Regions from separate parts of the Mus musculus genome. Here region 2 is linked to region 1. Evidence: chromatin contacts called from public HiChIP or PLAC-seq data. All regions are on one chromosome and are shown on one strand. The core of a region is the stretch at or near the end of the contact, and the rest is flanking DNA. Distances in the headings are between cores, read along the strand shown.

Region 1 (6,090 bases), core at 2,914-5,413:
ACCTTGGGTTCCATCCCCAGGACCTCAAGACAAACCAAAGCAAAGCAAAATAAAACAAAACCTTTTCGCTGTGCATAGGAAGGGAGGCATCCATCCACAGGGCTGTGTGTTAGTCAAAACAGGTATCACGGGTCATTGACTGGGAAACAAGTTTCAGTTAGATTTGAGGTTTTGGCAAACAGGGGTCACTCCAAGTCATGGTTCCAACCAGCTGAAACTCTTTAGATGCGGTTATGATGGAATGCCATATGGTCTTCAGTTGTGCTATTTCCTAGACAACTGTTACTCTAAGAGGGTGTTGTCTCCTTATGCCTCTTCACAGGCAAAACCACTTTCCCAGTAAAGCAGTGTGCGCTCTTGAGCCAGGCCTTCCTCTGCCCCTGGAGAGCTGCGCTCCTCCTGAAGCCATCTCAAGCCCTGTGTTATCTACCGTCCCCTGGGCTCTGCTCTGATATATGGTGGTCCTCCTAATACCAGACTCCTAGTGCTTGCCTCAGACTAGGGCTGAGATCTAGTCTCTATCAACATTTCAGTTTTCTCTAAACTTAGCATGTAAGTTATGGCTCAGGCTGCCTCACGCTGTGCTCACAAACTTCTAGTGCTCTGGAGGAAAGGCGGGTGTGCACAAAGTTTAGCTGTACCGACGCTGTTGCTGTCTGTCATTTCCTATGTATATGTTCACAGGTGCAAAGGGGGGCTAAAATGGTTGGGAGTAGATGGTTTGGGCCATCTGGCACAGGTTAAAGAGGGCTCTTCAACATGTTTGTACTCTTAATGTTCCTTCCTCTTCTTCTTCCTCTTTTTTTTCCTGTTTCTATATTTTAAAATATGCATCTTGAAAGAGAAGCAAAGAATAACTTGGCTTTGGTCCTACAATTTATGGGCTGACAGACTATCATTTTTTATGATATATATCATTTTTAAATGGTTACATATAATATAATATATTTTTTAATATTTAGGTCATGGGAAGGTCTTGCTGGTATGTTGGAGAGGCAGCAAAGAACAGAATAGAAGGAGAACATGTGCTTTTGCTGGTAACCAAGCACACACTTCCCCTTTGCTTGTCTGTCCAATGAAAGGCTTTTTACCGTGTGACTTGCTGAATTCTCAGATACTGTACCTGAGACCCGCACTGCTGAGTCATGCTTCCAACCTGATGCTCTCTAGGGGATTCAGTGTATTTTGGGCACTGTCTTAGTTAGGGTTTTTATTACTCTGATGAAACACCATGACCAAAAAGCAAGTTAGGAAGGAAAGATTTTATTTTATTTTTTATTTTTATTTATTTATTTTTTAATTTTTAATTTTTTTTTCAAGATAGGGCTTCTCTGTGTAGCCCTGGCTGTCCTGGAACTCACTTTGTAGACTAGACTGGCCTTGAACACAGAGATCTCTGCCTGCCTCTGCCTCCTAAGCGCTGGGATTAAAGGCGTACGGCATCACTGTCTAGTGGGAAGGGTTTATTTAGCTTACACTTTCATATTGCTGTTCATCACCAAATGAAGTCAGGACAAGCACTCAAACAAGGGAGATACCTGGTGGCCGGAGCTGGTGCAGAGGCCATGGAAGGGTACCGTTTACTGGCTTGCTCCTCATGGTTTGCTTAGCCTGCTTTCTTATAGAACCCAAGACAACCAGTCCAGGGATGGTACCACTCACAATGGGCTGGGTCCTGACCCACTGATCACTAATTGAGAAAATGACTTACAGCTGGATCTCACAGAGGCATGTTCTTAACTTTGGCTCCTTTTTTCCTCTGATGACTCTAGTTTGTGTTAAGTTACACAAAACCAGCCAGTATAAGCACCTTCTGTTTGTTGTGGGGAGCAGTGGCCTTAGTCTTTTTTGGACATCATGATACTTTATCCATGACTATCCATGATACTATACTTCATGACTGACTATTACTACAGACACTCAGATAACAGGAGCACACGTTTGAGTAGTTTGTGTTGGTACAAGGCAGAGTACTTTTCCAGTACATAATCAACTCCATGAGTCAAGACGTGGGTTCTCAGGGTTTCTGTTCACAGACCAAGATACAGAGCAATCTGTAGACTTAACAGTGTGAGCCTGTAGTGAGGTAGGGGCATGTTCAAAACACCACCAAAGGTGGATAAACTCAGGCCCTGTAAGGATGACAGTAGCCGATGTTACCAAGCACGTGACTGATCATACAGTAATGAGAAAGCCAGAAGCATGGGTTCATGGCCAATGATTCCGTTCCTCGGGACAATGATATGGGACAAGCTTAGACTGCTCACTGTCAGGGAGCTTCGGGGTTTTCTAAGTACTGGCATATGAAATCTCATAATACATAGACAGTTTAAGGGACGCCTGCAGCCCTTTCTCAGTATCGCTCACCGACGACTTGTGTTTAGACCCTTCCTGCTTTTGAAAGTTCCCTCTTTATCTCTCAACTGGTTTCTGTGAAAACAGTTCAGGTGCAAGTTCAGACGTGATGTGAGTAAAGCTAGAGTTCAACTCACTTCACTCTCTCTCTTCATCTAGACACCCTGCCCTATATGTGGGATTCTTTGGATCCCATCCTGCCTCTCAGTCCATTGCCAAATACTTTATATTGTTAAGGTATTGTCTGAGAAAATGCTGGTGAATGAATGCCTCAAGGAATATATTTACATTTTAGGAGGTGCATTTTTACTTTGATGTAACACTAAAATTGCAAAAAGAGCAAACCAAAGCAGTACAAGCAAGTGAACAACTGTTCACCTTTGATCTAGATTTTTGCATGTTTGCTTGCTATCTTTGTATGTGCCCAGTCATACACATACACATTATCTCTGACCCACTTGAGTCTGTAGACATCTTTTTTTTTTTTAACCACCATAATTGACCTTTGTTTTCATGAGGCAACTGCTTTTGACATTTGGCACCATTAGGAGACGATTGCTTCATGTCACAAAGTCTCAGCATTGAATTTGTTTATGTCAGTCATTCTGGATCAGGAACGTCAGAGAAGTGGGTCAGCAGATCCTCTTACCTGCGAGAAATGGAGTCTTTTCATGAACATGTTTTCTCGGGGAAAAGTCATTCTGCCACCATAGAAGTCTAAGTCACCAGCTGCTCTTTGCTGTAGGGGAGGGAAGCTGGCTGGAGATCTTTTTCTTTCATCCCTGCTGCTCAGCAAGGGTCCAAATCTCCAACTGTCTTTTCTGGTTCCCCTTATGTCCCCCTCTCACATGTGGTGTGGGTTCAGTAACCTCACTGGCCCTCACGAATAAATCCACTGCTACCTATCATGCTTTCTTTCAATGCCATTATCCTGTGATCTTCCTTGACTGTGACTACAAAACATGGCTTCCTACAAAGCCAGGTTCTGGGTGGGCAGGAGGCGACCCAATGTGGGAAGAATACTCTAAGCGTACAGGAAGCTCACTTTAGCGCTGCCTGTCTACTTTGGTGCAAGCAGAGAGCAATGAAAGAGTTGTGATTTTATCTCCAGGGCCTTGTCTAAATTCTGACCTCATCACTAATTGTGTACGTGGCTTTGGGAGGTGAAGATCATTAGACTCATAATTAAATAGGTTAATACTGGAAAACCCCTGTAGCCTGGTCATAGTTGGAACAATATAAATTTTTGTTAAACTGCTCTGAAAGGAAAATGCATGGTGTGGGAAAGTTTGGGCTGGCACATAGACAGTTCATTACAATGTGACTTTGTAGCTGTGTATGCAGTGGCCAGAGGCAGTCTCTTAGCTAGAGTGTTCCCTACAGAGATACATACAAAGTAATAGCCTAACATAAAACTGGTTAGATTTTCTAAAGAGTAGAAATAGCCTATAAAAGACCCATATGGGAGAAAGAGCAATGACAATTCCTGTAACTGAGAATACTCACAACTGATTCTCTTAAGTATTTTCTCCATTAACACTCACAATAGTTCCAGTAGCTTAATGTGGCTGATGTTGCCCATATCCTGGCAACATCTGACTCCCCATATCCTTTTCCAGTAAAATGTTTCAGTTTTGCTAAACATGTGATGAGCTAGTGAGTACATGTCCCAGTTTCCTACATTCTGACCAGTGGGAAGGAGTGGAAGAAGAAATGAAGTGTGTGGTTTCCAGGCTGGTCTCTGCAAACGACTGTGCATGTGTGCCTTTGACCATGTTCCCAGTGGTTGGCATGCAATGAACATGCGATCTGAACCTTGGACTAAGAGATGGACCGCTTGAGTTAAGGACGGCAGGATTGCCTAATCACCCTGGAACCTTCTGGCTCTGAGACATTTTGTGTGAGGGAAATAAACACTGACAATGTGTTTAAGCAAGTTTATTTTGTTGTTCTTTTTGGTATAAGTTATAACTAATGTAGAAGGTGTTTTGAGCTCCACTTAAATGGAAGTTTAGACTAAGTAGCTTGGTTGAGGCTATAGCCCAGGAGGTAAAGTGCTTGCTTTGAAAGCATGCGGATCTGAGTTCAATACCCAGAACCATGCTTTTAATTAAATTAATTAGTTAATTAATTAATTTAATGTATGTGAGTTCATTGTCACTCTCTTCAGACACACCAGAAGAGAGCATCAGATCCTATTAGAGTTGGTTGTGAGCCATCATGTGGTTGTTGGGAATTGAGCTCAGGAACTCTGGAAGAGCAGTCAGTGTTCTTAACCACTGAGCCATCTCTCCAGCCGCCCAGAGCCATGTTTTATGAGGCCAAGTGTGGAGGCACATGCTTGCAATCCCAGTGCTAGGGAGGCAGAGACAGATAGATGCCTGGGCCTTATTCAAAGAGTTCCTTGCCAGTGAGAGATCTCATCTTGAAAAAGTGAGCTGGAGAATTGGCTTAGTACACAAGGACGCTTGCTCAAGCATAAGGACCTGAGTTCAAATCCCCAGCACCTATATACAATGTAGGGCATGGCTGCACTTCCTTATAATATCAGCCTTGGGAGGCAGAGCCAGGAGGATCCTGGGAGCTTGCTGGTCCACCTAAGGAAATGCTGAATTTTGGAGTCCATAAAAGACCATGTCTTAAATGAAATGAAGGGGAGAAAAGTAGATAGGGCAAAAATATCCTCCTCCAACCTCCACATGTGCAAGCATGAGTACATGCATCCACACCCCAATACACACACACACACACACACACACACACACACTCACACACACACACACGCTCACATGCATGTGCTCACACACATTATATACAAAACAGAACAAAAAAGTTGTTTCTTGTCTGCAGTGCACACCCACACACCTACACACCTAGGACTAAATAACTTGCCTGAGATCATGAATTTTGTAAATGGTTAGGTCCCACACCCAGTGCTCTGACACTAATGTGGGATTTACCAGGTTCCTTGCTACTTTGCTTCTCAAAGTCCTGTTGATCTGAGTTTATGGAAATAAAGGACAGAGACACCTGTTCTCCCACAGACTAGCTATGACCAGTGGCTTCACACAGGATCTTTGTTTTTATAACCAACTGTTTATGTTTTTATAGATACCTCCCTCATGTTGAATACTCCACCCAACACTGGGGTTTGAATCCAGCATATGTGCCTTGCATATACAAGCAAGTGCTCCTACTGAGTTATATCCTGTCCTCTCAGTCTGTACTCAATTTGTTGATTTGCCAGTGATGTTGATTTTCTGGTTTCTGCATCTAGGGTTCAGCCCAGGGCCATGCACAGGTACACCACTTTACAATCAAAATTACTCAGACACCGGAAAAACAAAACAAAACAAAACAAAACAAAAACACAATCAACCAAACAACTCTAAGCTAGGCACACCATCCCAGCCATTAAATGTGGCTGTCTCACATGGCAGTTCAGGATGGCAGCTGATAGGACGGTGACTAAGCAGAAGGAGCCAGAGCCAAAGTTAATTAAGCACAGAGGTCCTGGCAAATCCAACAAGGATGCACCTCGGTTATAGATAGATGTCTGCTTGCTCTCCCAGTCCGTGAGGCACCACAGTACACCATTAATGAAGTCAGGCTTTCAAAGAAAACTGGAAGAAACCATTTCAGATCTCCATGATGGGTGAACCATAACCTCCATTCTTGGTGTTGTATGTCACACTTGGTAACTCTTCATAATTGAACAACGGCTCCTTCTTATTG
Region 2 (6,090 bases), core at 2,543-5,042, 380 kb before region 1:
AAAGAATGTCCACGTGTTTCTAAGTGACCATCCTGTAACAGAATATTGGTTCTCAAGTCTCTCAGTCTTATGGCTTCAGATCCATTCAGTTTTGGATATGCCAATATTACATAATGTCTACCAGGCATAGAAAGATAAGAGGCATTAAAAACCCTGTACCACCCAAGTTGTAATTCTAACAACTATAACCCAGAGCTATAATTAATTATAGTCAGCCCTATACTTGTGTGTCCCACAACCTCAGTTCCAACCTATTAAAAATATTTGGGGGAAAAATGGATGCTACGAAGGACCGGGAGAGCGGAGCATGTGCGGTGTGTCAGGGATGAAGGCACTGAGTTCCTCCCCAGCATCACATAGATCACATAGGTTGTGCAGTCCTGTGACCCAGCACGCAGGAGGGAGAGGTAAGAAGACAAAGAGTTCAACATCATCCTCACCTCCATGGTTAGCTTGAAACCAGCCTGAGATAGTGAAACTTTGTATCTTAAAAGATATATAAAAATTATAGGGCTGGTGAGATGGCTCAGTGGGTAAGAGCACCCGACTGCTCTTCCAAAGGTCAGGAGTTCAAATCCCAGCAACCACATGGTGGCTCACAACTATCTGTAACAGGATCTGACGCCCTCTTCTGGAGTGTCTGAAGACAGCTACAGTGTACTTACATATAATGAATAAATAAATCTTTAAAAAAAAATTATATCAAGCCTGGCAGTGATGGTGCACACCTTTAGTCCCAACACTCAGGAGGCAGAAGCAGGGGGATTTCTGAATTCCAGGCCAACCTGGTCTGCAGAGTGAGTTCCAGGAGAGCCAGGACTACATAGAGAAATATGTCTCAAAAGCAAGCAAACAAACAACAACAACAACAAAAATATCAACACAAAATGGTGAACTTTAAAAAAAATCATTATTTACAATTGTATTCTGTAGTAGAGGTGATTTGAAGTACAAAGTACACAGAGGACATGCACTGGTTATATAGAAACGCTATGCCTCTCTACATAAAGACCTGAGTATAAGCCAGGCGTGGTGGCACACGCATTTAATCCCAGCACTCGGGAGGCAGAGGTAGGCGGATTTCTGAGTTCGAGGCCAGCCTGGTCTGTAAAGTGAGTTCCAGGACAGCCAGGGCTATACAGAGAAACCCTGTCTCGAAAAACCAGAAAACACCAAAATCCAAAAACCAAAAACCAAACAAAAACAAACAAACAAACAAAAAAGACCTGAGTATACATGAGTATATCCAGCAAGTACTAGAACCAACCACCCATGAAAACACAAGGGCATGCAATTTATTTAGCAGATCGTTAACCAAGAAGGGAGCCCTGGTGTTCTATCAGGTCCAGCTAAAGAAATGACTAGCAAGATGACACATCTGTCACCATGCCTGAGAATGTGAGTTCAATCCCAGGAGCCAACATGCTATACAGAGAGAACCAACTCCCTCGAGTGTCTTCTGGCCTTCATACATGTGCTGTGACACATTTGTTCATGCACATGCCTGTACACACCACACACACACACACACACACACACACACACACACACACACACACCTGGAACGTTGCTGATAAAGGCTAACAGCATTTTTTTTTTCTTGGCTTACTGATTTATCAAAAATCCTGCCTGTGCCTGGACACCCAGTGCATGAGGATGTGCAATTACAGAGCTAGCAGCTGTGTGTGTCCCCATCCCTGCCCGCACCTCTGATGCTGCCGGTCTCAGTGTCTCCCTTGCCTTCAGGCTCTTGGCTCAGGCTTTGGGATCTCAGGAGATGACAAACCAGCATCGCCACCTGGAGGACAGCACGAGAATCAGGGTAAGAAAAGACTGTCAGGGGCTCCAGACAAACTAACTCAGCTGTTTTGTGCACTTGTGCTGTGCTAATGAGACTGAGTTCACAGGCTCATCCCCAGAGGGACCAATTAGCACGACACTGAGAGGCACCCTTTGGAGCACAGCCTCGGTCGCTACCCTTGGCCCCCAAGTCACATTTGTGTGTGGCTGTTGGTCAGGAAGTGGCTTCGTCAATCTAAACTTACTTTTCATAATTTCTAATAAGCCCAGTTGTAAAGCCGTGTGGGAACAACACAGTGATGAAGAGCTGTCCCCTACTCCTAAGAGCCATGAGCCTGCAACAATGTTTCCTCAAATGAGCCCAAGACACTAGCAGGAGCCGTGAGGATAAATGGTTCCACAGTGCCAAATTAGCTCAGAGAACATTGATCTAATCAACGTGAGGGGATTCTTTTCAGGAGAGCGCCTCAGAGCCATCTGCCTGCTGATGGAGGCTGTTCATTTTCTGAGATGTTGTGTGTCATGCTTCCCAAGTCTAGCAGGCACAGGCAATCCCTCCTCCCACTCCACCCTCCAATTTAAAAAAAAAAATGGTTTGAAGTAATTTTAAGTAATAAATGATCTGACCCAGGGTGTGGCTACTTCTACAAGAATATGTATTTTAAGAGACAGTTTGTCCACAGAGAAAGGATCACAGTTTAATGCCAAGATTACTTTTTAAAAATAGATTGTAACATGATGTCCTATTAAAAAGATAGAACACTTGAGAAGGAAGAAAAAAAACACTCAAAAAGGCACCAAAATATTAGTAGTATTGACCTGTTGGAGTGGCTGTTATATCTCTATGTGTTCTTCAGGGTTTCCTCAGTGAGCATTTATACAAAGTTTAAAGCAATGGGGCTGGAAAGATGACTCTATAGATAAGAGCACTTGCTGCTCCTGCCGAGGTCCCAGGTGCAATGCCCAGCACCCATGTGACAGCTCAAGTGTCTGTGACTCCAGTTCAAGGGGATTCGTCTCCCTCTTCTGGCTCCCGAGAGCACCAGGAGTGCATGTGGTACATAGACATACAAGCAGGCAAAACACCCATCCGCAGAACATAAAGATACGTCATGAGGCTCGGTGCACACACTGTTAATCTCAGAACTCGGAGGGCAGAGGCAGGTTGATGTTTGAGGCCAGCCTGGTCTGTATACCAAGTCCCAAGACATCCAGGACTACAGAGTCAGACCCCATCTCAAAAACAAAGTAGTAATAATAACAATAATAATAATAACAACAACAATAATAATAACCACAGGGGTTGGAGAGATAGATGGCTCTTAGGTACAAGCACTTGTTGCCTCCTCAGAGTTACTGGGTTCAGTTCTCAGCACCCTTGAGGTGTCTCACAACCATTCCTAAATCCAGTTCCAGAAGATCTGATGTCCTCTTCTGACCTCTCTTGGCACCAAACATGCATACAGTGTACATACAAACATACGTGCAGGCAAAATAATCAAACACATAAAATAAAAGAAATAACTATTTGTCAGCCTGGTCTTCAGAGCGAGTTCCAGAACAGCCAGGGCTACACAGAGAGACCCTGTCTTGAAAAATAATAAATAAATAGATAAATAATATTTTAAATAAAGCCATAGAGCACATATTGTAGGGGAGTGTACTGTATTCATAAGGTTATTATAAATGTGTAACCCATGTTAACACTTAGGGAGGGTAACTAAGTGTCTAGACAATGAATCACAGAAACTGTCTCATTTAAATGACACATAAATCAGATGAGGTAAGGCGGTGTCTTTTGTCCCCATTTAAACTCGGATAAAGGGGAATAAACAAAAAAATAAGCTGTCTAGAATCAGAATCTGGACCATAACCTCCCTTTTGCCATCTACCCCACTGCCAACAGACACATGCTGGCACCACCACCACCACCACCATCACCACCACCACGAGGGATGAGATTACTTCACCAGGGACAGAGAAGTAAACAATGAAAACGATGACCTCATTGTAGGCCATTCAGTGTCATGTATTAAATACTCACTTAACTTGTTTTGACCCTGTGTCAAAATGCCTGACCAAAGACACTTTAAAGGAGGAAGGGTCACAGTTGAGGGTACAGTTTATAACATCAAGACACTCATGACTGGAAGAACCAGAGGAAACTGGCTATGCTGTGCCTGCAATCAAGAAGCAGAGAGAGATGAATGCCGTTCTCAGCTTACTGTGTGTGTCCTTTCTACTCATTGGGGACCGCAGCTCATGGGGTAGTACCACCTACATTTAAGATGGGACATCACCCATCAGTTACCCAAGTGTAGCTAATCTCTCATAGACACACCCAGGGGCTGCTTTAATCTCCAGAGTCCCTCACAATCAAGACCAGACGTTTATCTTCCTAGTGTTTCGAGATTCCATCACATTGATCATCCATGATAACTATCATATGTGCCAAGAATTATTCTGCATGTTGACATACATAATAAATACAAACTGATAACAGCTGGCCCTCCTGGTGCTTTAAGGCCTGACCTCTGTGATGAGAGAGAGAGAGAGCACTTGGACCACCTCTCTCTTACTCTCCCTCACTGACCACTAGAAATCCCTCAAGTTATTTTTCTCTTCTACTTGGTTGGGCAGATAATTCTACACTTTCCCACCTCTTCACGTATCTCTCAAAGCCATTCCCTACCTGCTGTAGCCAAACAACGTAAATGTGCTCTGTTAATCATAAATGTGCTCTGTTCATGTGCCCTTGACCCCAAGCACAGAGGAGGAGGAAAAGTCTTGGCGGATAGCAAGCGTGCCTCCCTCCCTAAAAGGCTGGGGTGGCTGTTGTCGCTTTGGTTTGGAGTACAACTTTATTTTTCATTTCACACTCTTTATAGCCATTGGTCCCTCCACTAAATTTATTGGACAGAAGAGGAGACTGTTGTCACCGGGTATAGTGGCTCCCACCTTTCAGTAAGGACGCAGAGGCAGATGGATCTCTGTGAGAGATAAGCCAGCCTGATCTACATAGTGAGTTTCAAGCCAGCTAGGGTTATATAATGAGATCCTGACTAAAAATAATAACAACAAAGAAGGAAAGGAAAAAGAAGAAAATTGTAAAAGGACAGAGACAGAGGGAAGGAAAGAAAGAGGGAGAGAGAGAAATGACTGCCTTATCTATTTACCTCTCTGACAGCAGTGGTCACCTAGTAGAAAATTCCTCCTGCTTCTCTGCCCTCTCACCCCCGTTTCTGGTTCCTCTTTAGAGGATGAGCAATTCTCCAAATTGGAAAATGACGTCATTATGCTTAATTCTTTAATTACGGGAGATCTTTTTCTCTGGCCTCCTGGTCTGAGGAGGAGTGACTCTTCCACCTTTCCCCCACTACGCCAGCCGGTCCCCTAATCCACGCTCCACACAGTTGAGCACCTTCTCTGTTCTTTTGCTGCCTCCTAGGTGAGCTTGCAGTCGGTCTTTCCTACCAGCCGGGTCTTAAAGAGTGAGCTAGGCTCGGGGCAGAAGGCATCACAAAGCAATCTTAGACAATGTGTTCTTCATTACATCCACAAAATGCCACCAGCACCTTTGACCAAACGTTAATACTGCGTGACTTTGACATCTGGAGATGGAGCTAGAGTTTGAGAAATGGTCTGAGGGTTGATTAGGGTCCAAAAATAAATCTTTTCTACTGCCACGAAGCAGTTACAGTTGCTCAACTGAAATACCAGCCCTTTGGAAAAGCTATCAAATCCACTCATGCAGTTGGGTAATAGCATCATCCCAAGCATTTCGGATGCCTAGTTGGAAGCACAGTGCGGTGTGAGTTAAGCGGACACAATCCATTATGTGAGACATTTCCAAGACAGGATATATGTTTCTAGTGCTAGCACTGACTGGCTCAGACAAATGCCCAAGTGCCCCTTTCAGAGGCTAGACTGGCACATTGTCATAACAAAGACTGATCTTCCATTTGCTTCGGCCGCGTCGCTCGGATATGATGTCACGTGACCCTCAGAGCACGCCTTGATTAAGCGTCTATTATTATGCCTGATTTTCATGTGGAGAAGCAGACTTCTAGACATTAAATACACAGCCCTAGACAATATAACTAATAAACGGAGTGCTTCAAATCCAAGTTCCTCTGCCACGGCAGTCCACATCCTTAATCCGAGAGCTGAGTCCGCGTGATTTGTACAGAATGGCTTCCACGAGACTTTTGGAGTTGGAGGGGCCTGCATTCAAATTCTGATTCCATGAGTCAGTCAGCACCTGAGACAAATGTATTTAACAAGAGAAAA

Evidence for each region. HiChIP or PLAC-seq counts read pairs in DNA pulled down with a chosen protein or histone mark.
Region 2: an H3K27ac HiChIP or PLAC-seq map of hepatocytes shows a contact between it and region 1, with 3 times the contacts expected there. The contact joins two enhancer-like sites. A contact is called at or near these places in 1 of 39 promoter capture datasets (pre-B cells), 11 of 115 datasets of contacts at active chromatin or transcription factors (acute myeloid leukemia, astrocytes, embryonic basal ganglia and 6 more) and 2 of 9 other capture datasets (embryonic stem cells and liver).

What each region holds. Positions count from the first base shown.
Region 1 is chr2:103,490,799-103,496,888 of GRCm38.p6, reverse strand. No RefSeq gene overlaps it. Among named protein-coding and RNA genes, the nearest start is that of Cat, 8.7 kb to the right of the region's middle. Within about 2 kb of position 4,163, at least 9 of the 459 cell types and tissues checked have an H3K27ac peak or open chromatin away from gene starts, as enhancers often do. A contact at or near this core is called in hepatocytes and liver, where this site is marked.
Region 2 is chr2:103,867,838-103,873,927 of GRCm38.p6, reverse strand. No RefSeq gene overlaps it. Among named protein-coding and RNA genes, the nearest start is that of Gm39895, 23 kb to the left of the region's middle. Within about 2 kb of position 3,792, at least 12 of the 459 cell types and tissues checked have an H3K27ac peak or open chromatin away from gene starts, as enhancers often do. A contact at or near this core is called in hepatocytes and liver, where this site is marked.